Regions from separate parts of the Mus musculus genome. Here all the other regions are linked to region 7. Evidence: chromatin contacts called from public HiCAR-type, HiChIP or PLAC-seq and promoter capture Hi-C data. All regions are on one chromosome and are shown on one strand. Each heading gives the region's core, a stretch centred on a gene start, on an enhancer-like site or on the middle of the called end of the contact. The rest is flanking DNA. Distances are from core to core; before and after follow the strand shown. Region 1 overlaps Jarid2 (jumonji, AT rich interactive domain 2). Region 2 holds the start of Dtnbp1 (dystrobrevin binding protein 1). Region 3 holds the start of Gmpr (guanosine monophosphate reductase). Region 4 holds the start of Mylip (myosin regulatory light chain interacting protein). Region 5 holds the start of Jarid2 (jumonji, AT rich interactive domain 2). Region 6 overlaps Dtnbp1 (dystrobrevin binding protein 1). Region 7 holds the start of Rnf182 (ring finger protein 182).

Evidence for each region. Promoter capture Hi-C pulls out the DNA fragments that hold promoters and counts their contacts. HiCAR-type assays count read pairs that join an accessible place to other places. HiChIP or PLAC-seq counts read pairs in DNA pulled down with a chosen protein or histone mark.
Region 1: a contact with region 7 is called in an H3K27ac HiChIP or PLAC-seq map of embryonic stem cells, with 10 times the contacts expected there. The contact joins the enhancer-like site here to the promoter of Rnf182 in region 7. A contact is called at or near these places in 8 of 39 promoter capture datasets (the HPC-7 cell line, cranial neural crest, embryonic stem cells and 4 more), 1 of 484 Hi-C or Micro-C datasets (common lymphoid progenitors), 8 of 115 datasets of contacts at active chromatin or transcription factors (astrocytes, embryonic forebrain, embryonic hindbrain and 5 more) and 1 of 9 other capture datasets (liver).
Region 2: an H3K4me3 HiChIP or PLAC-seq map of embryonic stem cells shows a contact between it and region 7, with 9 times the contacts expected there. The contact joins the promoter of Dtnbp1 here to the promoter of Rnf182 in region 7. A contact is called at or near these places in 5 of 39 promoter capture datasets (embryonic stem cells, hippocampal neurons and stem cell-derived epiblast-like cells), 1 of 484 Hi-C or Micro-C datasets (Th1 cells), 6 of 115 datasets of contacts at active chromatin or transcription factors (embryonic forebrain, embryonic stem cells, forebrain and 2 more) and 1 of 9 other capture datasets (embryonic stem cells).
Region 3: a promoter capture Hi-C map of cranial neural crest shows a contact between it and region 7. The contact joins the promoter of Gmpr here to the promoter of Rnf182 in region 7. A contact is called at or near these places in 7 of 39 promoter capture datasets (cranial neural crest, frontonasal cranial neural crest, hippocampal neurons and 3 more), 1 of 115 datasets of contacts at active chromatin or transcription factors (embryonic forebrain) and 1 of 9 other capture datasets (adipose tissue).
Region 4: a contact with region 7 is called in a promoter capture Hi-C map of cranial neural crest. The contact joins the promoter of Mylip here to the promoter of Rnf182 in region 7. A contact is called at or near these places in 2 of 39 promoter capture datasets (cranial neural crest and liver) and 1 of 115 datasets of contacts at active chromatin or transcription factors (astrocytes).
Region 5: a HiCAR-type map of astrocytes shows a contact between it and region 7, with 4 times the contacts expected there. The contact joins the promoter of Jarid2 here to the promoter of Rnf182 in region 7. A contact is called at or near these places in 6 of 39 promoter capture datasets (the 3T3-L1 cell line, cranial neural crest, hippocampal neurons and 3 more), 2 of 484 Hi-C or Micro-C datasets (embryonic stem cells and ventricular fibroblasts), 11 of 115 datasets of contacts at active chromatin or transcription factors (astrocytes, bone marrow-derived macrophages, embryonic forebrain and 8 more) and 1 of 9 other capture datasets (pancreatic islet).
Region 6: a promoter capture Hi-C map of the HPC-7 cell line shows a contact between it and region 7, with 9 times the contacts expected there. The contact joins the enhancer-like site here to the promoter of Rnf182 in region 7. A contact is called at or near these places in 11 of 39 promoter capture datasets (the 3T3-L1 cell line, the HPC-7 cell line, cranial neural crest and 7 more), 1 of 15 datasets of contacts at CTCF or cohesin (large pre-B cells), 7 of 484 Hi-C or Micro-C datasets (B cells, CD8 T cells, the HPC-7 cell line and 4 more) and 4 of 115 datasets of contacts at active chromatin or transcription factors (embryonic forebrain, embryonic hindbrain, embryonic limb bud and 1 more).

The regions. Positions count from the first base shown.
Region 1 is chr13:44,846,823-44,849,673 of GRCm38.p6, reverse strand. It overlaps Jarid2 (jumonji, AT rich interactive domain 2), which reads right to left. Exons shown (of 18, transcript NM_001205043.1): 3 at 1,253-1,394. Among named protein-coding and RNA genes, the nearest start is that of Jarid2, 120 kb to the right of the region's middle. Within about 2 kb of position 1,408, at least 4 of the 459 cell types and tissues checked have an H3K27ac peak or open chromatin away from gene starts, as enhancers often do. A contact at or near this core is called in embryonic stem cells, where this site is marked.
Region 2 is chr13:45,000,439-45,003,620 of GRCm38.p6, reverse strand. Dtnbp1 (dystrobrevin binding protein 1) reads left to right here and starts at 1,525. Exons shown (of 10, transcript NM_025772.4): 1 at 1,525-1,704. The coding sequence starts at 1,649.
Region 3 is chr13:45,505,671-45,508,845 of GRCm38.p6, reverse strand. It overlaps Gmpr (guanosine monophosphate reductase), which reads right to left and starts at 1,402. Exons shown (of 9, transcript NM_025508.5): 1 at 1,103-1,402. The coding sequence starts at 1,189.
Region 4 is chr13:45,388,384-45,391,181 of GRCm38.p6, reverse strand. It overlaps Mylip (myosin regulatory light chain interacting protein), which reads right to left and starts at 1,440. Exons shown (of 7, transcript NM_153789.3): 1 at 1,139-1,440. The coding sequence starts at 1,225.
Region 5 is chr13:44,729,780-44,732,743 of GRCm38.p6, reverse strand. Jarid2 (jumonji, AT rich interactive domain 2) reads right to left here and starts at 1,473. Exons shown (of 18, transcript NM_001205043.1): 1 at 828-1,473. The coding sequence starts at 872.
Region 6 is chr13:44,981,554-44,984,511 of GRCm38.p6, reverse strand. Dtnbp1 (dystrobrevin binding protein 1) reads left to right here. Exons shown (of 10, transcript NM_025772.4): 5 at 1,639-1,771. Among named protein-coding and RNA genes, the nearest start is that of Dtnbp1, 19 kb to the left of the region's middle. Within about 2 kb of position 1,526, at least 43 of the 459 cell types and tissues checked have an H3K27ac peak or open chromatin away from gene starts, as enhancers often do. A contact at or near this core is called in CD8 T cells and the HPC-7 cell line, where this site is marked.
Region 7 is chr13:43,614,089-43,617,289 of GRCm38.p6, reverse strand. Rnf182 (ring finger protein 182) reads right to left here and starts at 1,493. Exons shown (of 2, transcript NM_183204.4): 1 at 1,223-1,493.

The DNA of each region.
Region 1 (2,851 bases), core at 159-2,658, 1.2 Mb before region 7:
ACCCAACATAGACCATATGCTATTAGACACCAAGGAAAGGAAGGCAAAACCAGAATTTGAGCTATGCATCTCAACTTGCAAGCACAAATCATGGCTAATTTCCTTCACCTAATTTTTCTCTGTACTTCATTAAAGATAGACATCTAAATTGTTTCCAAAGGGTCATTATAGTCAAGATGAATCAACCAAGAAAAGAAGTTCAAACCAAGGGAACTTTTTCCTTTTAAAATATAGTCATAGGGGCTAAAGAGATGCCTCAGCAGTTAAGAGAACTGATTGTTCTTCCAAAGGTCCTGAGTTCAATTCTGACCACCTGCATTGCAAAATTATAGTCATAAAGATCAAATGCAAATTTAAAAGTAAATTTTAAAGGGGGTGGACAATAAGACATAAAATAGGGTGGTTGCTAGCAAAGAGATCTTTAAAGACCCAGTTGGAACCGTTATGTAATTTCACTGCCACAAATCTTAAAATAGCATTAGCCTACCTACCACCTTACTGAACTATCTTAAATTATGTAGAAAAATCATATAAAAACAGTTTGGTTAAAATCAGACATATTAAGGTTGTAGACAGTAAATTAATATTTTCATGACAAGAACAATTATTTGCTAATAATACCACAGGAAGTCTCTATCATTTTGGGAAAGAAATCTCTTCAGAAATGACAAAAACGCATTTAATACAGATTTCAAAACAGCTGCTGATTAAGAATAAATTTGATGGGCTCATGAAATAATTCAGCTGTTAAGAGGATTGGCTGCAGCAGGGCAATGGTGACGCACGCCTTTAATCCCAGCACCTGGGAGGCAGAGGCAGACAGATTTCTGAGATTGAGACCAGCCTGGTCTACAGAGTGAGTTCCAGGACAGCCAGGGCTATACAGAGAAACCCTGTCTCGAAAAAAAACAAAAACCAAAAAACAAAATAAACAAAAAAAGAGGGAAGGGGGGATTGGCTGCTATTCCAGGGGTCCTTGAGTTCAATTCTCAGTACCACATAGTGGCTCACAACCATCTGTAATAATATCGGATTCCCTCTTCTGGCCAGCATGGTGTCACAGGCAGGAACAAATTTCACCCGGGCCATTAATGACTTTTATCCATCTTTGTTTTTGAGGATTGTTACTGGGAAAGCTTTAGTTCTGACTCCTGTGGTAGATTCACACTTGCTCCCATGTGGCAAGCATTAGCAACTGAATTGACAGTCCCTGCCCCATGATGTATTTATTCACTAATGCTTGGGTACTAACCTTTTCCTCGACGGCCCTTCTTCAAAATCTGAAGAACTAACATCGTTGCTAGTAGAGGACACTTGGGAGGCATCATCCTTCTCGTTCTCTGACTGCTCTGAGGCTGGTCCTAGTGCCTTAGCCTGGGCATTACCAAGAAGCCCTACAGGTGAGAAAAGGGACAAACACTTAAACACATTACATCAGAGCAGCACTTTTCCTTCTACCCTGTGCCCAAGCTGACAAGGACAGAAAACTTACATACACATACAATCCTTTAAAGGGGGTAAGAAAAATTAGCCTCACTCCATAAGAGAATCAAAAGCTTAAGAAGGAAACAATTAACAAGGAAATTCAAGACAGACAGGCAGGCGCACGCGTGAGTGCTGGGGTGTGTGTGTGTGAGAGAGAGAGAGAGAGGGGGGGGGGGGGGGAGCTGGATCGGGTTTTGATACAGAGAAAGGATCTCAATGCAGTCTGACCTGAGTGAGTGATCCTATTGTTTCAGCATCTAAGATGCTACCTATTAGATAGAGACCTGACTAAAGTACGTTTTATTTTGAACATCTCTTGTGCCTCAAGGCTAGAAAAGATGTGACAATTATCATAAAAACCCAATGAGTCATTTCTAAATAGCTACCAACTGGTAAATATTTACTTTATAACAAAAATTGACCAATACCAGCTACCCACAGAAACATCATAAACACATCTTAGAGGCAAACTGGAAACCCAAATAGAGCCCTTAACAACGTAGCTTGTACCCAGTCTTGTCTCAGACCTAGTCAAAGAACAATTGCTCTCTAGATCTGAAGTCCTGATGCGTATATACACACTACCATGGATGCACTCCTGTGGACACAAACATGGAAAGGTCCACCACAGGATCCCAGAAGCAGCAATCACCAAATATAACAGCAGAAAGGATTAAATGATGTTAATGGTTCCTAATTTTGCCTACTTGTTTCAATGTTCTTTGCAAATCTAAAAAAAAAAAATTGTATATTTATCCAAAATATCATTTCTATTAGCAGTACATTGGCACACCAATACTGGAATTATACAAATATGATTTCCAACACCATTAGAAATGTGACTGGGGCCCTTCCGCTCCACTCGCGCCCCGAGGTACCTTGCCAGCGGAGGCGCCCACGCAAGGGCCCACACAGGATTCCCCATGGGATCCTAAGACCTCGGGTGAGTGGAACACAGCCCCTGCCCCAATCCAATCGCGCGGAACCTGAGACTGCGGTAAATAGGGAAGTGGACTACCCGGGCCTGACCTGGGGCACAAGCCCCTTCCGCTCCACTCGCGCCCCGAGGTACCTTGCCAGCGGATGAGCCCGACACCCGCAAGGGCCCACACAGGATTCCCCACGGGATCCTAAGACCTCTAGTGAGTGGAACACAACTCCTGCCAGGAGTCCGGTTCGAACACCAGATATCTGGGTACCCTCCCTGCAAGAAGAGAGCTTGCCTGCAGAGAATACTCTGCCCACTCAAACTAAGGAGAGAGCTACCCTCCCAGGTCTGCTTATAGAGGCTAACAGGGTCACCTGAAGAACAAGCTCTTAACAGAGACAACTATAACAGCTAGCTTCAGAGATTACCAGATGGCGA
Region 2 (3,182 bases), core at 276-2,775, 1.4 Mb before region 7:
AATTACTAACAGCACAGCTTGCCTAAGGACCTGCAGATGTGCTAAGGTCACATGGCTGGTCAACTTTAAAATAAACGGAATGTGAAGTGCAGAGATGAACACAGTCACAGTCTTTGTTGAAAATAGACAAATATAAGCAGCAAAGGAGATGAAAAACTTAGGGGAGAAAGATGGAACCCAGATGATGCACAAGACTGGATCCTCCTGGTTATTCAAACAAAGACTAAAGGGGAAAAGGGCCCTGCTTTGGGGTTGCAAAAGCTGTTCTCGATGCTCAGCGGGCCTGCCATTCTGGGCTGGTGCCTGGCTTTGCCAAGTGGCAAAAATGAATTGCCACACTTACACTACTCCAAGTCTACGGGGCTCTTATTATGAAGTGAGGGTCCATATTTCTCACACAAGAGAGTTCAAGCATATAAATCTGTAGAAACAATTTACGTGCAAACCCTAGCAGGAAGCTAACTCCTCGATTCTATTTTGATACAGCTAATGAAACACATGACTAATATTGATAGAGAAGCTGAGCTCCTGATACTGAACCTCTTATAACCTTGACCATCTTGTCATTTAAAAAAGAGGGTGTCACCCTGGTAGCCAGTCTTAAAGCAAAATGAATCCTCATTTTGGAAGTCTGCACTCAAGGAAAAAAAAAAGCATGACTAAATATCCAACTTCCTAGCTCAGTAGTCGTCTTTCCTGAGTAGAAAAGGCTCGGAGTGTTTTAATCCCCTTTTCCACGTGGAAGGGCTGGGGATGTCACCCACTGCCAGAGTGCTTGTCTAGTATGCCACAAAGGATGCTTGAGATGTCCCGGGGACAACGCGGTGAAACAACTGAGAGGAAAGGAAGGGGGCAAGCAAAAACAGAGGAGTACCCTACAATAGATGACGGCTAGACTAGCCCAGGGAAAGTGCATAGAGAGGAGGAGGAGTCTGTGCACGTAGTTTTGGGACAGAAGGGATGAAAGGAAGAAAAAAGGTGAGCAACTGCTCTGAGGATAACTGAAAGGTTGAGAAAAGATTGACGCACAGAATAAAGAGGGTTGGCTCAGTGGGAGAGCCTTGGTATGCAAGAAACCGAGTTCCACCCCCACAAGGGGGCAGAGGAGGGGAAACATGGCTTTGGCAACATGGAGAGATGAAGGGCACAGAAATTTGACGGGGTCAGTCAAAGATCTAGAGTGGGCAAAGTAAGGGTTTGGAGACAGGTGATCATCACCGACAAACCCCAATACGGAGTACCAAAGCAGTGTTGTTATAGGGAGGCGCAGCCACCCAGGAGATTCCCGCAGCGCTCTTCCGACCTTCGAAAGCCAACCAACCCTTCAACTAAAGGATGCAGGGGCCTGAAATCATCCTTCCAAGAAGCAGTCATAACCTTGGAGAAGGCCGGCTTCCCGCCCTGTCTGCAGAGCGGGCGAGCGCGCTCGCGAAGGCCCCGCCCCTCGGCGCCGCGCGAGCCTCCCCTGAGCGCCGCACTGCGGCTGCGCCGGCCGGGCGCGCGGAGGGGGGCGGGGACGCGGAAGGCGCGGCGGCCGGGGAGGCTGCGGCGGCGGCGGCGCGGTGAAGCGAGAGCCGACGCGCGGGGCGAGGGGACGCCCGACGGCGTCCGAGGGCGCGGTGGCGCGAGGCCTGAGGGAGGGGACGCGATGCTGGAGACCCTGCGCGAGCGGCTGCTGAGCGTACAGCAGGATTTCACCTCCGGGTGAGTACGCGGTGGGCGGCCGAAAGGGCTCCCCCACGCGCGTGGGCGCGGGGCTGCCGTCCGGTCGGCGCGCGGAGACAACGAACTTCCCGGTGTCCCGGCGGCGGCACCGAGTCACTTTGGTCGCAGCGGGAGGGATGCCCTCCTGCCCTGTCGCGGGGCAGCTCTGCTTGACGGGGCAGGATGGTCACGTGAGAGGCTGTGTCCTCTGCTCTGGAAGCCCGCCGGCCTACCCCGGGGCAGGACTCACGGGCCCCCGCCTTCCCCTCCTCTTTCAGCGGGGACACCGGGCCATTCGGCCCGATCCTTGACCACCCCTTCTCCGGCCTTCTCTGCCTTTACCCTGGTTTAACACCGTGACGGAGGAGCTGGGCCCAGAGGGACAGAACTGGAGCGGAGCTGTTCACACCCGGAGTTGCCTAAACTTTGGACGCCCCCGGGAACCTTTCGCAATCTCCTGGCTCTCGCCCTCTCTGAGCTTGGGTTAAGCTGGAATGTCACGGGATTCCGATGTGCTACAAAGTCGGGGAACTTGAGTGGGTACCAGGCTGCCTAAAGCACTATTGTAGGATTTTACCTCTTAACCTGACTGCGAGTTACCGGGTCTCTTGTCTCTGCTTACTGTACTGTAAGATAGTGATGGTGCTTATCTCGCTCGCAGTTTAATGGGACTATTAGTGGCTGTGTTAAATAGGCAGGAAGCACTGTTTGTATGGCTTTTCGTTTATAATTCCTTTTATTGCTTTACAAAAAGTCACGTTGTAAAGAATCTGCCATCCCTCTGGTTTGTTCAGGCTTTTGTTTTGAGACAGCGCCTCACAGATACTTTACCCTAGATCAGACTTGAACTGGTGGGAATACTCCCTGATTCAGCTGCCCCAATGCAACGTGATTTCAGGCATCCACCACCATCCCCCCCTGCTGGTCTGTCATATGTTTGGCGAATGTTCCTGATGTGAGGGCACCTTTGTCATAATGCTATACTTTAATAATTAATGGGAAAAATGACAGCCGATCTCCCATCTCGTGGAACAAAAAAACTGCTTTATACCATTTGCCTGTTGAATAGTAACAAGCTGTCAGATACTTGAAGGTGTCCAATGTATATAAAGCATTATTGATGATTTTAGTTTTGTGGTCTTGTCAATATCGATTATGGGCGCCTAAGGAATTATTCAGTGATGAGGTTTTTTCATGGTTGCTTTTTTTTTTTTAAATACAGGTTTAGGAAGAGTAACTTCTGGTTTTAAGTGTAAACTTTAAAAACTTTGGTGTATTGTTGTAATAACTTGCTTGTAGCACGAGAGTGGCCTTGACTAACACCCACTTGAATACTCTTCTGTTACTCCTTCAAGGAATTTTTGGGTGTCTCTGCAGTCCCTTTTGGTAGTTGCTAAGAGTGTAGATCACATGTATGTCTCAGAAGTCACCCCTGGGCTTGATGTTAGTTTAGGAGCGTGGATTCTGGATTGTACAGC
Region 3 (3,175 bases), core at 153-2,652, 1.9 Mb before region 7:
TTCTGCCTCCAAGCTGCCAATACCCCTGCTTCAGGAAAGTTCTACTCTCTCATTGGCTAGCCCAGAAGGCAGTCCTAATTCATACCAACCCTCAGCTGGCAGCTGCAGGCACTGCAGTCGGGCCTGGGCACCGGAGCGAGTTGTTTGCTGAGGGGATTTATTTATGGTCTTGTTTGTTGAGCAAAAGGGATGGGGCGGGCAGGCAGGCTTAGCTTCCCCCAACCCCCGCCCCTGTCCTTTCAGGCTCTTCCTCCTGAACTCCCCCCAACAGAGCCAAGCCACGGTTCAGGAACAACTCCACCAGCGAGCTCCGCCTTTCTAGAAAACTATTTATCCTTCAAGGTCTGACCTCGGCCGTCTCCCGTCTCCACCTGTTCCCAGGCGCTCATCTTATCATGGTACAACTAACTTCCAAATGGCCCAAATGACCCTCACCCCAGCGCTGTCCGCTTGCATTACTCTGGGCTGGAACTGCAAGCTGTCCAGTACCGCAGAGTGCCACCAAAAAGCAGGTCCCCAGCTCAGCTCCTGCAAGACCATTTAAACTCAAGAAAAAAAAAAAGAAAGAAAGAAAGAAAGAAAAGAAAAGAGAAAAGAAAAGAAGTGCCTGCCGGGAGCGCCCGGCTTTTCCGCCCGGTTCGCAGACACAGGACCTGATGCTAAATCAGCAGAGGCAGGTCCCAGCGCCAGGAAACACTGTTCCAAATTCCAAGCTTGAATCTGCAGTTGTATTTCCCTTCCTTTCATCCTAGCCCCACTGTTTCCTCTCCTCCCCGGAGCGCCTCTCCTGAGACCATTCCTTTTAAAGTCACTGGACATTCGGTTGGTTGATCTTAGCTCCTCTGTGTCAGTGTGAACTTCCCCAAGCCCACCACCGGTAGGCAGACGCATTTATAATTCCAGGCCCGAACTAGCACCCCCTTGTCACTGGCCCTAACTAGAGACAATCCAGGTGTAAGAGAAAACCGACTGGCCTTCCCCCTTTCTCAGGTGGGGGAAAGGGTGTGACGCCCCTGCCTCGGGCACAATTAAGGCACCCTGTGCCTCCCTTTGCACCCACTTCCCCCTTGCCAACCCGAAGGCGGTATGCCAGCGGCCCCACCTCGGATCGGCTCTTGAGGCTGCTCCGCTTAGGTCGCAGCAGAACATCCTTGAAGTCGAGTTTAAGGTCCGCGTCTATGCGGGGCATGGTGCTAGCGGTGCGCGGTAGCTTCCTGCGGCGGAGGCGGTGCGAAGGCCGGCGTCAGCCGGGAGCTGCGGGGCGCGTGCGTACAGTGGCGCCCGGGTGGCTGTGCGCAGACTGGTGCTCCGCGAACCCGGTGCGCACGCCTTGTTCTTATGCCCGCGCACCCGGAGCCCCCAGCTCCGTTCCCCAACGCCAGGCGCCCCAAGGGAGCGCCCCGCCCCCGGCTTCCAGGTCCCGCCCACATCCCGGGTCTCTGAGCTGAGCCCCGCCCCGGGCCCAGTTCTCTCTGCCTAAGCGCCCCCTCCTTCTGCTTGAGTCTAGCAGTGAGCCTGGATTCTGCCATGCAGCACCCTAGAGAGCTCTGACCTGGGCTGAGCTGCGAAATGGGTGCGGATTAGACTTGCACAAAGTCTCCCATTCCCCGGGGTATACCCTGATCGTACTCATAGGGGTGACCAAAGGAGAAGGTTAGGAGACCAGAGAGTACGTTTTGTTTTGTTCCGTTTTGTTTAGGACCGGGTTTCACTATGTAGCTCTTGCTGTCTTGGAACTCACTATGTAGACCAGGCCTGCCTCAAACTCACAAGAGATCTGCCTGCCTCTGCCAAAGACATGAGCCACTAAGCCTGGCTGTAGAGTATGGCCTTCATATGTGTTCCAAAGTGAATTCCCAAACCCCCTCTAAGGAGGGAGAAGCAGAGAGCTCACTGACTTGGTCCAAAATGATAGTCAAATGCTTAGCTCCTGCTGAATGCTGGCAAGGTAGACAAAAAGATTGCTGGAGATCAGAGCTCACATGCAGGATTCTTTCGGAATACGTGAGAAAGGGCCACCTTCTTTGGCATATACCCATGATTACATATCACAGACCAAAGTCAACCTCCAGGCTCCTCTGGTAACACACATTTGTAAGAAATGTCAAGGCCCCTGTGATAGAGAGCCTTCTTGTTCTCACCTCCCCAACTCACCCTCCACTATGCTAGTTCCAAGGCTGTTCCAGCTGACCTGCTCTCCCACCTCCTCCTTGTAGAGGGTAGGAGTCTCTCATCATTTTTGCTATTCTTCTCCCCCCCCATTATTTTCTCTATCCTCCCCACAAAAAGCCTATCCACAACCAGTCTTCTTTTCCTCTCTGCTCTGGACTCCTCCAGGTGCCTCTGGCTGTTCTTTCTTTCTTATCTACAATAAAAAGTGTGGTGGTTTGAGCAGGAATGGCCCCTATGGGCTCCCATATTTGAATGCTTAGTAATCAACCTGTGAACAGTGAACCTTTTTGAAGAGATTAGAAGGATTAGGAGGTGTGGCCTTGTTGGAGGAAGTATGTCACTGGGGGGTGGGGGGTGGGCTTTGAGGCCCAGGGTCATTCCATCTGCTTGGCATGCTGTCTGGCATAATGGTAATGGACTAAGCCTCCAAAACTGTAATCGAGCTCCAAAGAAATACTTTCTTTTATAAGAGCTGCTTTGGTTGGTCCTTCACAGCCACAGAACGGTGACTAAGACAAAAACCTTCTCCAGAACTAATGAAAACTCACCATCCTGGAGCTTTCTTTACTGTGCCCTTACTTACAAAAGGCTAAAAGTTTTGGCTTCCCTAATTCCCCTCTCAGTGTGCCCACCAAGTGTTGAGACAGGCCTCCAGTGTGCTCAAGAAGAAACCATTGGGTGATTATCCAAAGAGGGGGTGGGTTTGAGACTGTGTCAGTCAGTGGCAATGAGCATGACCAGTGTTCCAGCTAAAGCAGAAAAGTGTGTATGTGTGTGTGTGTGGGGGGGGGGGGGGGATGAACACAGGAGCAGAACAAAACAAAACAAAACAAAACAAGGCTTACGTAAATGAAGTGTCTTGGGGCCTCTGTCTAGGTTGAAAACTTGGTCACGTTCCAGTTGGGTGACCTTGAGGGTATCTGACTCAAGTATTTTCATAGGTTAAAAGGAAAGGTTAGGGCATGGTGGTGGCGCAAGCCTTTAGTCCCAACACTCAGAAGAA
Region 4 (2,798 bases), core at 191-2,690, 1.8 Mb before region 7:
CAAAACCAAAGGTATGGGGTGTGAGCAGTGCAAACCTAAGGGCTCCATCCGAGGAGAGGACTGGCCCCTGCTTTCCCAAAGTTCTACCTTCTTGCAATGCCAGTTGGTAGACCGACCGGAAAAACAAGGTTTTAAGGAAACAGCAAAGCCAAAACGCAGCCCTCCAGTGGAGGCTTGGCCTTGCTTGACTATTTCTAGGGTCTGACCAATGGCACAGGGAAAGGGGTCCCCCCAAAACAGACTTCCCAAAAGGCTGAGGTAGAAGAACACACAGGGTGTTTTATTTCTTATTCCAATCGCTGGAATTCCCCCCGCCACCCCCCCCCTCCGCCCCGCAGCACCATCTGCACAGCTGATTTGGCAGCGTATTATCTGGACAGTTTTAACCATCTGGATTCCAAAAACACAAACGCATTGAGGAAGCATGCTACAAGTGTCAGCTAAGCTTTACAAGCGCCTTTCCAAACAGCTCAGGTCCACAGGTCTCGTAGACACAGTATTTCAAGGGGTCAAATGGGCCTGCCAATATCCATTAGGCACACCCCGTTAGGAGCCTTAGTCACCCTTAAGAAAACACACGTGTAAAGACCCCTCAAGAAGGAGGCTGCCTGCAGAACCGTCCCCCGCAAATTACTCAATATACTCTGGATCCCTAGCAAGCCTAGAGTGTCAGGTGAACAGTCCTTCTGAGAAGCGGCTTGAGATTCGGGCCCACCTGATCAGCTAGGGAGCCCCGGGGCCAGCGACCGCTTGCAACCATCTCATCCCGGGACGCGGGTGGCGCTGCCGGGCTTTGCAAGGACTCCACGGGAGGCATCACACACACACACACCTGCGGCAGGTGTGCCGGGCCACCTTCTTTAGAGAAAAGTGCCAGGCTAACGGACAGGGTGGAGGTTCCCAGCAGTGTTCTGGTCTCCGGGCCCCGGATCCCCCACCGTAAGCGTCCTCTATGCTCCCCCCGCCCCCCCCCCACCGCACTCTCCACTCGCGGGGAGGAGGAGGAGGCTGGAGCCTGGCGTCCCGGGAGCACTCCACGGGCCGCTGCTGCAACGTCGCCCGGCTCCCGGGGAGCATCCCCGAGCCCCGAGGCTTCCCGGGGACAAGAAGGGATCCCCTTTCCGATCGCCGCCCTCACCTGGTTGAGACAGTCCTCGCCGTTGGCTTTTGCCTCCACCTCTACCTCCATCAGCACCGCGTCCGGCCTCGTCACATAGCACAGCATGGCTGGGGCCGCCGCCACCGCCGCTTCTTCTCGGGTGTGCGCCGGAGCTGTCGCCTCACCGCAATTGCTCCAAGTCGACTCCGGGCTCCGTGAGGAAGGTGCAGCCGTGCGGCCACCCGCCCTGCACCCCACGCAGCCGCCACTCGCGTCCCCGCCACCCCCACGACAGCCAGTTCCCGGGAGCTACACGGCCGCGCCGCTCCGACAGCCCTACTGCCTGCGCCGCTACAGGCACGCGTCTTTTATAGAGGCCCCGCCCCTCCGGCACCGGACTCCGCCAATCACAGCGTGCTTGCCCCTCCTCCCCAGCTCCGGCAACCAATTCCCAGTCTCGGTGGGCTGAAGCCCCGCCTCCCGGCACCGCCTGTGGAGCTGCGGGAGGTGGGAGCCCATCCTCTCCCCAATCCCCAGCACGGTCGCGGCCTCTGCCACTGGGCGACGCTCCTCCCAGCCCGCTGTCGCCCGCAGCTCCAGGGGACGCCTTTCTGTCCGGGTTTGAGAGAACTGTGATCAAAGGCTCCTGTGATGCTACGTTGCTACTACGGTTCTCAGGACTCCTGCGTGGGGTTACTCTAATAACCAGGTGGTTTGTGAAAGCCAAAAGAGAAGCAAGCAAGACAGAGAGCCTAAAGAAGAGGCTTTTCCGCTGGCATTTGCCACCGTGGGTTGTCAAAAGAAGAATCTAAGTAGAAAAGTTTTTGCAGCTGACCCAATATAAGCCGGTAATTTGATCCAAGCACCATTCTTATATTAACTCGTGCCAAGGGTTTCTATGTGTGGGTTCTGCTACATTGAAACACCTTACCAAGTTATGTCACCCAGCCTATCTCTCATCCAATTCGTTCACTATACACCTGGTACACTCCCTGCCCTTTCTTTCAGACACCCAGATGTTACCCCATCTTAAAGATAACAGGCTCATCTCAGGACCTAGCAGGATGGGAATCTCAATACAAGAGATTAGTGGTTAAAGGTGTACAACCTTCATATTTTTACCACCTGTTTCTCTTGGCCTATACTGTCTTTTTTGGTTTCTAAGATAAGCCGGGAGATATGGGTTTCAGCCTTGGATCTTTGGAAAACTCCATCTCTCTGAAGCTCAGTGTCCTCGCAGAATGGAGACTAGCTATTTTTGGACACCCCCTCCTGCAAGCCGCCCCCCCTCGCCCCAGCACCGCTGGGAAGCAATCTAGCCATCCCTGCCTGCCAATGACCCTATCTCTGTGCCGTTTGTTTGCTGTGCGTTTAAGACGAAGTCTTGCTGTATAGCTCAACCTGGTGGTGCACCTCGTACTTGGGCTCAGTGATATTTATTTCTGACGATGGGGAAAACATCGGAGAAGGACTGGGATCTTAGCAGAGCCCTCGCGGAGAGAACTGTTCAGTCTTTTGGCTTTGTGTTTCAGGAACACATGGTACAGTTCTCGAACTGCTCCAAGTCCAGTGTAAGCTTGCATTCATCCACCGGTCTACTGCTCATTCCTTTCCTTCCCGGAAGCAGGTCTGGCACGTGTACCTGGGAGATAACATTTAGATTATCTAATCTGTGGCCCATCGCTGGAAATTTCACCAT
Region 5 (2,964 bases), core at 224-2,723, 1.1 Mb before region 7:
TACTCCCTCCCCCCAAACTTACAAAAAAAAAAAAAAAAAAAAAAAAGCCACTACACAAAACAAAAACACTCCCTATGCCAAGCAAGACGCTGCTATACTGTGCACAAAACAAACCTAACCATCACAACCCAATCTCAGAAACCCAGTTTTCAGGGAGAAATTATTCGTATTAACATGCATTCACTCAGGCACACATATACTTTTACATGAGCTATGTTTTTCCCCTCAAACTAGAAACCATGAATCTTTAGAACCAAAACCAGCCTCTTTATAAAAGTCAATACCAATAAATGCATTCCCAGTAACATGATTCCCAACTGGGTCATGTTGCAAGCTAGATAAGCCAAAAGGGCCACATATATTAAATGATGTGCCAGTGCTAGAAGATCGCCATAATCGTACTCTGGATTGCAACTTAGCTTCCAACACACATACCTTACACGATTTTCCAAATAACACTAATAACAGGCTCATTTGTATGCAAAGTGCAATATGGGACCAAATCCGCCCGAGAATGCAGTTAGATCACTGCGGGGGCCCCCACACACAGAACCCCAACCTCCACCAAAACCCCTTGCCTTTCACCAAAACTACATCAACGTTGTGTCATTCGAGGTCAATTTATATACTTGAGGTATCTCTACACCAGTCTGTTTTCTCAACCAAACTAGGCAGACACGACTTTGCCTGAAAAGCCCTTTCGGAAAAGAAAGAGCTTTATCGGACGCTGTTTAAAACCTTTCAGCTGCAGAATTATCTATAAACTTGACATTCACAACCATCGCTTAAAACTGCAAGCCAAAGGATGTGTTGTTAAGAGCACTTACGTATTTCTTCTGAATGATATTCCTCTTGGGTCTTTCCTTGCTCATTCTGAGATCCAAATGCTGATTGCAAAAGGGGACAATTGCTTCATGAATTTAAAGCCGTCAGAAATTTGCAAAAAAATATCCTGGTGGTTTTTATTGTTGTTGGTGGTGGTTGATCTTGTAATCCGACTTTTCTTCCTCTTCCCCCAAAACCAGATTCGCCTTGAAATAAATCCGAAATTGAGAAGGATAAAAGAAAAAATATAAAAAGAGCCAAAGACGAGCGAAGCAAACAAGAAAAATTCACTTTAGTAAAACACTCATAATGGAAAATTTCCCCCGAAACATACAACAGACACAAAAAAAGAAAAGAAAAAAAAAGAAGAAAAAAAAAAAAACCGACGCCCTTCACTCCCCCCCTTTTTCTTCCAAAAACTACATCAGCGAAACGTGAAGGTCCTTAGTATCTGATCTGTAGTTACATCTTGAAGAAGAAAAAAGGAAAAGATAAATTTAAAATGTTGGAAGTCACGTTTGTGCTGCAGCAGCAGTGCGAGCAGAAGAGTCAACTCCAGCGGCGGCGGTGGCGGCGGCAGCACCACAGCGGAGGGCTCGCCGAGTCTCTTTTTTCCAAGCCCCTTAACCAATGAGAGAGAGGCTAGCCAGCCCAACTTTAAATGGACTCTGCTTTTATACAAGTTAGGGCTCCTCGGCTAATTCGCCACCTCCCGCCAGCCGAAAACTCCCACAGCTGAGCCCCCCGCACGCCTGCCTAACCTCTGCCCACAAGCCCCGGCCCGGTGCGGAGAACTCCCGCAGCCCCGTCGACGAGACCCCGGAAAGGCCTCCACGAAGCCTCTGCGGGCCGCCCGTCAGGCGCCTCTCCCACGCCGAGCCCAGTCGTGGAATTGAGAGAGGCTCCCTAGCTCAATGCATGGCACGCTCGGTCGCTCCACCTCAGCCCCTTCCCCCCCCCCCCCCCCACCCGCAGTCCGCTCACCCAACAGTCGCCGCATGCAAACCTTCGCCACTGCCCTCACGTCTACCTGCAGCCGGGCAGCTGGGTACCAGTGCCCCAGGACGCCCGGCCCGGGGGAGAGCCGCCTATTCCCGGGGCACCTTAGAATAGTCCCCTTGATCTTCTGGAAGTTGTAGTCCCTTGACTACAAAATGGCTATGGCCACGGAAGCGAAGAACTACAATTCCCAGCGTGCCCCACGCCTCCTGTCACTCAACTCCCTTTTCCCCGATCGCTTCCCCCTCCCCCTTCCCCGGGCCCTGCCAACAAACGCTTGGACGTGTCCCGCGTGCGACACTGCTAGAGGCTGGCTCGGGATTGGCCCGCGGAGCGTGTGGTCCGGGAGCGAGGAACTCCCCACGCCGGCCCCGCCCCCCAGTCCCCTCCCCGCGGGGGCCGCCCTCCCGGCCCGGCCCGGCTCGGCCCGGCCCCGCGCGCCCCGCCCCGCCCCCACCCCGGGCGCGAACCGCCTGTGGAATCGAGGAATCGGCGCGCGAGAGCGCGCCCGCGGGCCCGCGAGGGCAAGCCGCCAGGCTTCCCGGGGGAAAGGCCTCGGAGCGTGGCGGCGGCGGCGGCGGGGGGCGGTGTCAGCGAGGGGTTGGAGCGGGTCCTCAGCCAAACTGGGCCACGCACCAAGAGGGATCCTCGCTCGGTGCGAACTCGCTGATCGGCAGCGCCCGCTTGCTTCAGCCGTTGCCGGCGGTGTCACCTCAGGACAAGCGCCCGTGTGCCGAGCAAGCGGGCGGCCGCTCGGCCGCCGGGGTGGTCCGAGGTCACGGCTCCAAGCCGGCCCGCGGCCGCACGCGACCCCACGCGCGAGGCAGACGCGGCTGGGGCAGCCTCCCGGCGAAAGCTCGCGGCCTCGTGGTCGCCGGCCCGCGTGCCCGCCCCTGTCCCCGGGGCCGACGCGACCCTAGGCCGTCGCCGGTGGCTCCGAGGTGAAGCCCCGCCGTCCCTGGAGACGGTGAAGGGGGTCTTTACCCTCAGGACTAGGGCTGTCCGCGACCGAGACTCCCAACGCCGAGGTGAAACCGTGAACGGAAAAATGGAGACCGACCCCCCAACACAGGCAGCCCGTAAGGAAGCGTCTCGAACACTGAGTGCCCGAGAGCCCAATGGTCTGTGCCCCGCAGCCTT
Region 6 (2,958 bases), core at 277-2,776, 1.4 Mb before region 7:
CACACAGCTATGGTCGGTGGTAATTGGATTGTTTATAAGCTTTGTCTAAGCAGTTGTGGTTTCCCCCTCCCTCCTCCACAGTCTACAGACAAATAGTTAAAAGTTACTTAAGGATTAGGCATCCATGGTAGTTTTCCGAAGCTAGACTTCTAGTGTTTTCCTTTTAATTCCTATTATTGCGAAACAGTTTCTAGTCTTTAGATTGAACTCTTAAGAGTAATGGTTTTATTTAGCAGTTTGATTTGTTAAGTGAGCTGAGTGAGACTTCACTTCTCTGCTCAGGGTGCATTTCCTGTGACAGGAGGGGAGGTTACAATTTCTGATTATCATCTTTGGTGCACTAATTTGTTTTGGTCTTACACAAACAGCCTGGTCTCTGTCTTTTTTTTAATCCATAAAATGTGTCAGACACCACTTAACTTTGCTTAACAAGCAAGCTTGTTCAGATAGACTGAATGAACTGTAGAGTTTTATGCTATGTTAATTAGTTTCATTGCTCTGACAAAATACTTGAGCTAATCAGCTTATTAAGGAGAAAGGGTTTGCTTGGCTATCATTTTGCTTTATGACTGGTCCTTTTGCTGTTGGTTAGACAGTGTGCCATGTTGGGAGCATTTGGTGGAAGAACTATGTTCATCTCACTGTAACCCAGGAGTCTGTCACCCAGAGGAGGAGCCTGGAATCCCCATCCTTTCAAAGACATGCCCGTGGTGGTTTAGCTTTCTCACGCTTAGCCTCACCTATGAAATGTTCCACTGTCTCCCAGCTACTCTGCATACACTGTTAGCTTGCAAGCCTTTGAGGAACATAGAAGATGTAGTTTTTGTAAGATAATATATCTAAATTGCTTAACCCAGAGTCGGGCTTGTAGCAGATGCTTAGTGTGTTGTACCATTGTATAATCATCTGTGATGGTTTGACAGTTGTTCACCCTCACATTTTCTTAAATTAAAATACTTTAGTGTACTCTGCTATATTCTTTCTACCTAAAAACTTTATGTCCTATATAAAGAATGTAATTTTTAGTTTTGTGTAAAGTTAGAATTAATAAACCATTTTTAAGCCTTAATATTTAAATATGCTGTGCTTTGATTTTTGGTAAGAAGTAGTTTTTGTCTAAACCTTAGTTATTTTAGACTTTTCAAGTTATCTAATGAACCATGGTATGATCTATAATGCCTTAAAAAAGATTATGCTGTGTACCAGACAAAATATTTTAACTTCTTCTCAAGTTAGCAAGTAATTACCAGTAAATCACTTTTTTATTTGTTTCTGTGTATTTGCTTTTTGTTACTTTTTTGTTGTTGTTTGCTTTTTGTCTTATTTTTCCTAGGTATGAATTTTCCAATGAATAGTTTCCTTAATAGTAGAACATACGTAGAAGATGTCAGCTTATTTCTGACCTTGGAGTCTTTGGGTTAGATGTCTGATACAAGAGCAGTTTGAGGTCTGCTGTACAAATACTGAGTTCCTTCCTCTTCTAAGAAAAACCAGCAACACAAGTGGCACTGTCTTCAGTGTCACTGCCATCTGTAGACCATGGAGGGTTGCTAAAGACAAACTGGCCGGGCCTCGGCTCGTTGACTGACTGTGTGCTTGAGATGTGGTTTTCCTGAGCCCCGCTGGTCTGTGTTGCAGCTGGTGGACAGCGAGGTGGTCATGCTGTCTGCCCACTGGGAGAAGAAGAGGACCAGCCTGAACGAGCTGCAGGGGCAGCTGCAGCAGCTGCCCGCTCTCCTGCAGGACTTGGAGTCTCTGATGGCAAGCCTGGGTAAGTGTGGCCTGTGTGTGAGAGCAGTTTCAAAGCCCTCCAAGAATTCATCAATTCTCAGCTATTGCTTTGAAAATAATAGTGCATTCTTATTGTTATATAGAAATGTATTCATTTCTAAAATTTACCACTAATGCTTTCTGCCTACAGTAAGCTAAGGAAATAATTTTAGTTTTGTTGCTTTGTGTGTGTTACCTATTTGCCTATGTCTGCCCAAATGTTTGTATGCATACAGGTGCTTCTGCATATGGAGGGGAGTCAAGTGGGGTGGGGGTGGGGGTGTTGTTCCTCCAGAGCTCTTGGGATGTTTCATTATGACTTTGAAACAGTATCTCTCATTTTGCCATGATACTCACTGGTGAGGCCAGCCAATGGGCCCCAGGGATCTGCCTGTTTCTGGCTCCTTAGTGCCATGATTAGAAGCAAGATATTTTGCTTGGCACTTTATGTATGTACTGGGGATCCAACTCAGGCCGATCTTCTTGCTTAAGCTACAAGCATTTTGCTGGCTGAATCAGCTTGCCAGCCTTTGTTGATCTTTTTTTAAAATAACTCAAGACTGTCATTAGGTCTTTTGTTTAAAAGTGTAAGTTGAATGAATGAATGAATGAATGAATGAATGAATGAATGAATGAATGAATGAATTGGACTTACAGTAACTATCCTGGCCAGAGGATGTCCTCCAAACATTGCTTTTAGAATTTAGGCTTTCAGAAATTCATGTCTTACAGTATGTTTTTACCCTTCAGGCGATAGACATGAGGTCAGATGAGTTCTGCTGCATTTGAAGTTTGTGGAAGTTTGTTTTCTTCATTTTTCATTTGGATGGGTTTATATTCAGAGAATTATCTGTTGTGTTTGATGCATGTACACATGAAGGTAATATTGTGGGTCACTGCTCTCAAAGGACAAAATTAGAACAACGTAAAGATCACAAAATGGCTTTACTTTTTAAATTCTAAATTGTAATTTATTTTAATTCTAAAATAGAACACTATTAGTTTACTAGTGCTTTTACAGACAAAAAAGAAAGTAAGGAAATACAAACAAAAATTAAAATGTATTAGTCATTTCAAAATTATTTTGCCAGGCAGGGACAGGGAGGCAGGTCCTTGAATTGCCTTACTAGGTCTAGCAAACAAAGCGATAGGTTTCATTATGTTATTTCCATATCTCGTACTATGCTT
Region 7 (3,201 bases), core at 244-2,743:
ACTGTTTCATTAACTATAATATGAGCTAACAAAAACAAAATAGAGTTCCTTTCATTCCATAAAACGTTCTCTAACCTACTTAAACATGATTTTTCTAAGTTGAGTTATACAACTTAATCAGGCGGGTAATTTTCCAGTTATCAACACAGCATCTGTCCCCAATTAATAAAATAACATCTGCACATGTATAATATCCTTAACTGATCACCTGTAACCCGGAAAAGCATGTTTTCTTTCTCTCATAATAGTACATATCATTTCTAGTGCTCTCCCCCCCCAAAAAAGTCTTCACTATCACATTTAAAAATTTTGTGTGTGTGTGTGTGTCTGCAACAAACTATCACGAAATGATCTGCTGGCTTGTGGCCACTGAAAGGGACTGGTACCCACAACTTAAGCAGTTTCCTATCAGGTATCCCAATGCCCTTGGCAACTGCATCTCAGTCCTTGCCAGCACACATAAACACTGATGCAAACACTGCCTGGACACCTGCCTCCGAGGATGCTTTGGATGGCTCCCTTGCATAAAAACACAAGGCATTTTCCACTTGCCTAGAGCGTGAACACAATATCTTCCCAAAACAATAGCAACGATGTCTGTGCCAAGTATCTCCCCAACAAGGTACTGGTCCAGCTAACAGCTCTAGAAAGGCTAGAAACGAGCCCGAGCACTCTTTCCCACCATGCAGTTCCAGATTCAGATCCAAAACCCAGAGGAACTCCAGATACCACTTCTAAATGCGTGGACCACAAGCGTCAGAAGGAGCTGACTTTTCAAAGATTTGTGTTAAATTTAAAAAAGAAGAAGAAGAAAGAAAGAAAGAAAAAGAAAGAAAGAAACCTCTCATTTGCTCCTTGCACCTCCTATCCTATTCTGTAAGGAATTAACCATGAAACACAAAAGTCCTGGGGTAATTTTGTTTCCTTCTTTTCCTCCTAAAGGCGAAGGAGAGAGGTGGAAGGAAAAAGAGACACCTGGCAGGTGGGTATGGCTCGGCCCGCCCCTCAACTTGGTCGGGACAGATCAGGCGGTGTCGAGGGCTCTGCGCCCGGAGCGCGGCCCGAAGTTTGCTACGGGTGCTGGGCTCCCGGGGCTCCGGGAGGCCGTGACGGTGGGTGGCATCAGGGTAGCCCCGCAGGGCATCCGGTGCACACCCCGCAGCGGCTGGACCCCGCGCTCGGGGGACCCTTCCTGGGCCGCGCGGACTGGCGCGCGCCTTACCTGACCAGCGGCGGGGGCCGTGGGAGGACGGACTGGAGGATCGATGGGAGGATCGAGAGCCACTCCGGCGGCGGCGCCAGGGATTGAGGGAGGCGCGGCGGAGGAGGAGCTCGGGAGCCGCGGGCGGGCGGGCCGCTTTGTCTCTACGGCGCACAGCCGACCCTACGTCACCATGGCAACCGCCACTGCCGGGGCCGGCCGAGAGCCTGAACCCCTAAGGCACCACGGTCCGGGACCCCGCCAGCCCTGAGACCCACGCCCTTCTTCTCAGCAGTTGGGTAGTGTGGAGGAGACAAGGACCCCACCCCCAAACACCCGGAGCCACTGCCAGTGTAGACACTCCCGAGTCTCAGAGTCCCTTGCCAGAGACAGGAAGGCTCCAGAGAGCCCTAAGCCCAGAGCCAAATCTTATTGCAGTGCAGGCTCTGCTTTGCTTTCTTACTCTGGACATTCCAAAGCTCTAAGGTCCCCGTCACCACCACATCTTTCTTTTATGAAGCTCTGCCCTCGAAACGGAAATTCACTTAAGGGAGAAGAAAGGACAGTACAAAGTGATAAACTATCACTTTGAGCAACTGGTACTCCGTGCTCCTGTTGCGGCTGCTGCATCAGACACCACCACCACCACCACCACCACAATCACCACCAACCAACCGCAACCTTTGCCTCTGCTGCATTTCTGGTCTCCCACAATCAAGCCAAGCACCTGCCTTGCCAGGGGCTCCCGTGGGAGGGAAAGGGAGCCTTGACTTCTGATGATAAATACGAGATGTTAAACCGCAACTTTTACACACAGGCTTCAGTGTGAATGTGAAACACTGCCACACTGCTTAGGGACGGATTACAACTGCTAAGCATCCACCATGGGCACCAAGTGACAGAGCCACCGTCTAGCTGCATACTGCCGACCTTGACCCTTAGGAAAGCAACTAGGCTCCCTTGGGAGTCTAGATAGCCTCTCCTGAGGAAATTTTTGGAGAAAGAGGGAAAAGTACCAGCAGGCCTTGGGTCATGCTTTTTTTTTTAAAGGACAGAGCTAGAGGGCAGCTCCCCTGGGTGAGTCACTCCTCTATACTATGTTTTCTTGAAAGTTCAGTGACTAAATCCAAATTCTACAGTGTCTTCCTTTGGACCTCAAGAGCAGGCCATGGACTGTCCTGGCATTTGTGAATCACCAAAGAAGTCCCATTAACATGCTAACTAACCCCCTGGAGAGCTATTGTTTTCTGGGCTTTCAAGCTGTCTGAGAAGGACACACCGAAACAACAGCATTACTGAAAAACAAAACAAACAAACAAACAAAGACGTTACCGATAGAGGAGGCTCCATGTATTAACTTATAAAAATAGAAGGTCCATTTTATGTACTAAAATGAAAGCATTTCACTCCTAAGGAAGGTTGCCTACTTTTTTTTTTTTAAATAAAAAGATCAGTAGGTGGGGGAGGGGGGGTGCACGCCTTTAATCCCAGTACTTTGGAGGCAGAGGCAGGCAGATTTCTGAGTTCCAGGCCAGCCTGGTCTACAGAGTGAGTTCCAGGACAGCCAGGGCTATACAGAGAAACTCTGTCTGGAAAAACCAAATAAATAAATAAATAAATAAATAAATAAATAAATAAATAAATAAAAGATCAGTGCTTCCAGATGAAGTCAAGAGAACGAAATCTTTCTGTCACGCCATTAAGTCATTTGAAGATATGTATCAAAACTCAAAGTGCATGTATGTTTCTCCCAGCTATCTGAATCTAAGAAATGTTACACAGAAACCCATGAATAGATAATGAGAGCTATGCAAGAGTGCAACATACCCCCACTTTTCTACCAGCAAAAATTTAAAACAAAGTATATGTGGACCAACAGTGATCTGGTTAAATTAATTTGGTACGGTTGCACTGTACCAAATGTTGCCACTAAGAATAAATTTAAAAATAAAATAAATTAAAAATAATAAAACATACAATAAATACATATTCAACTTCCT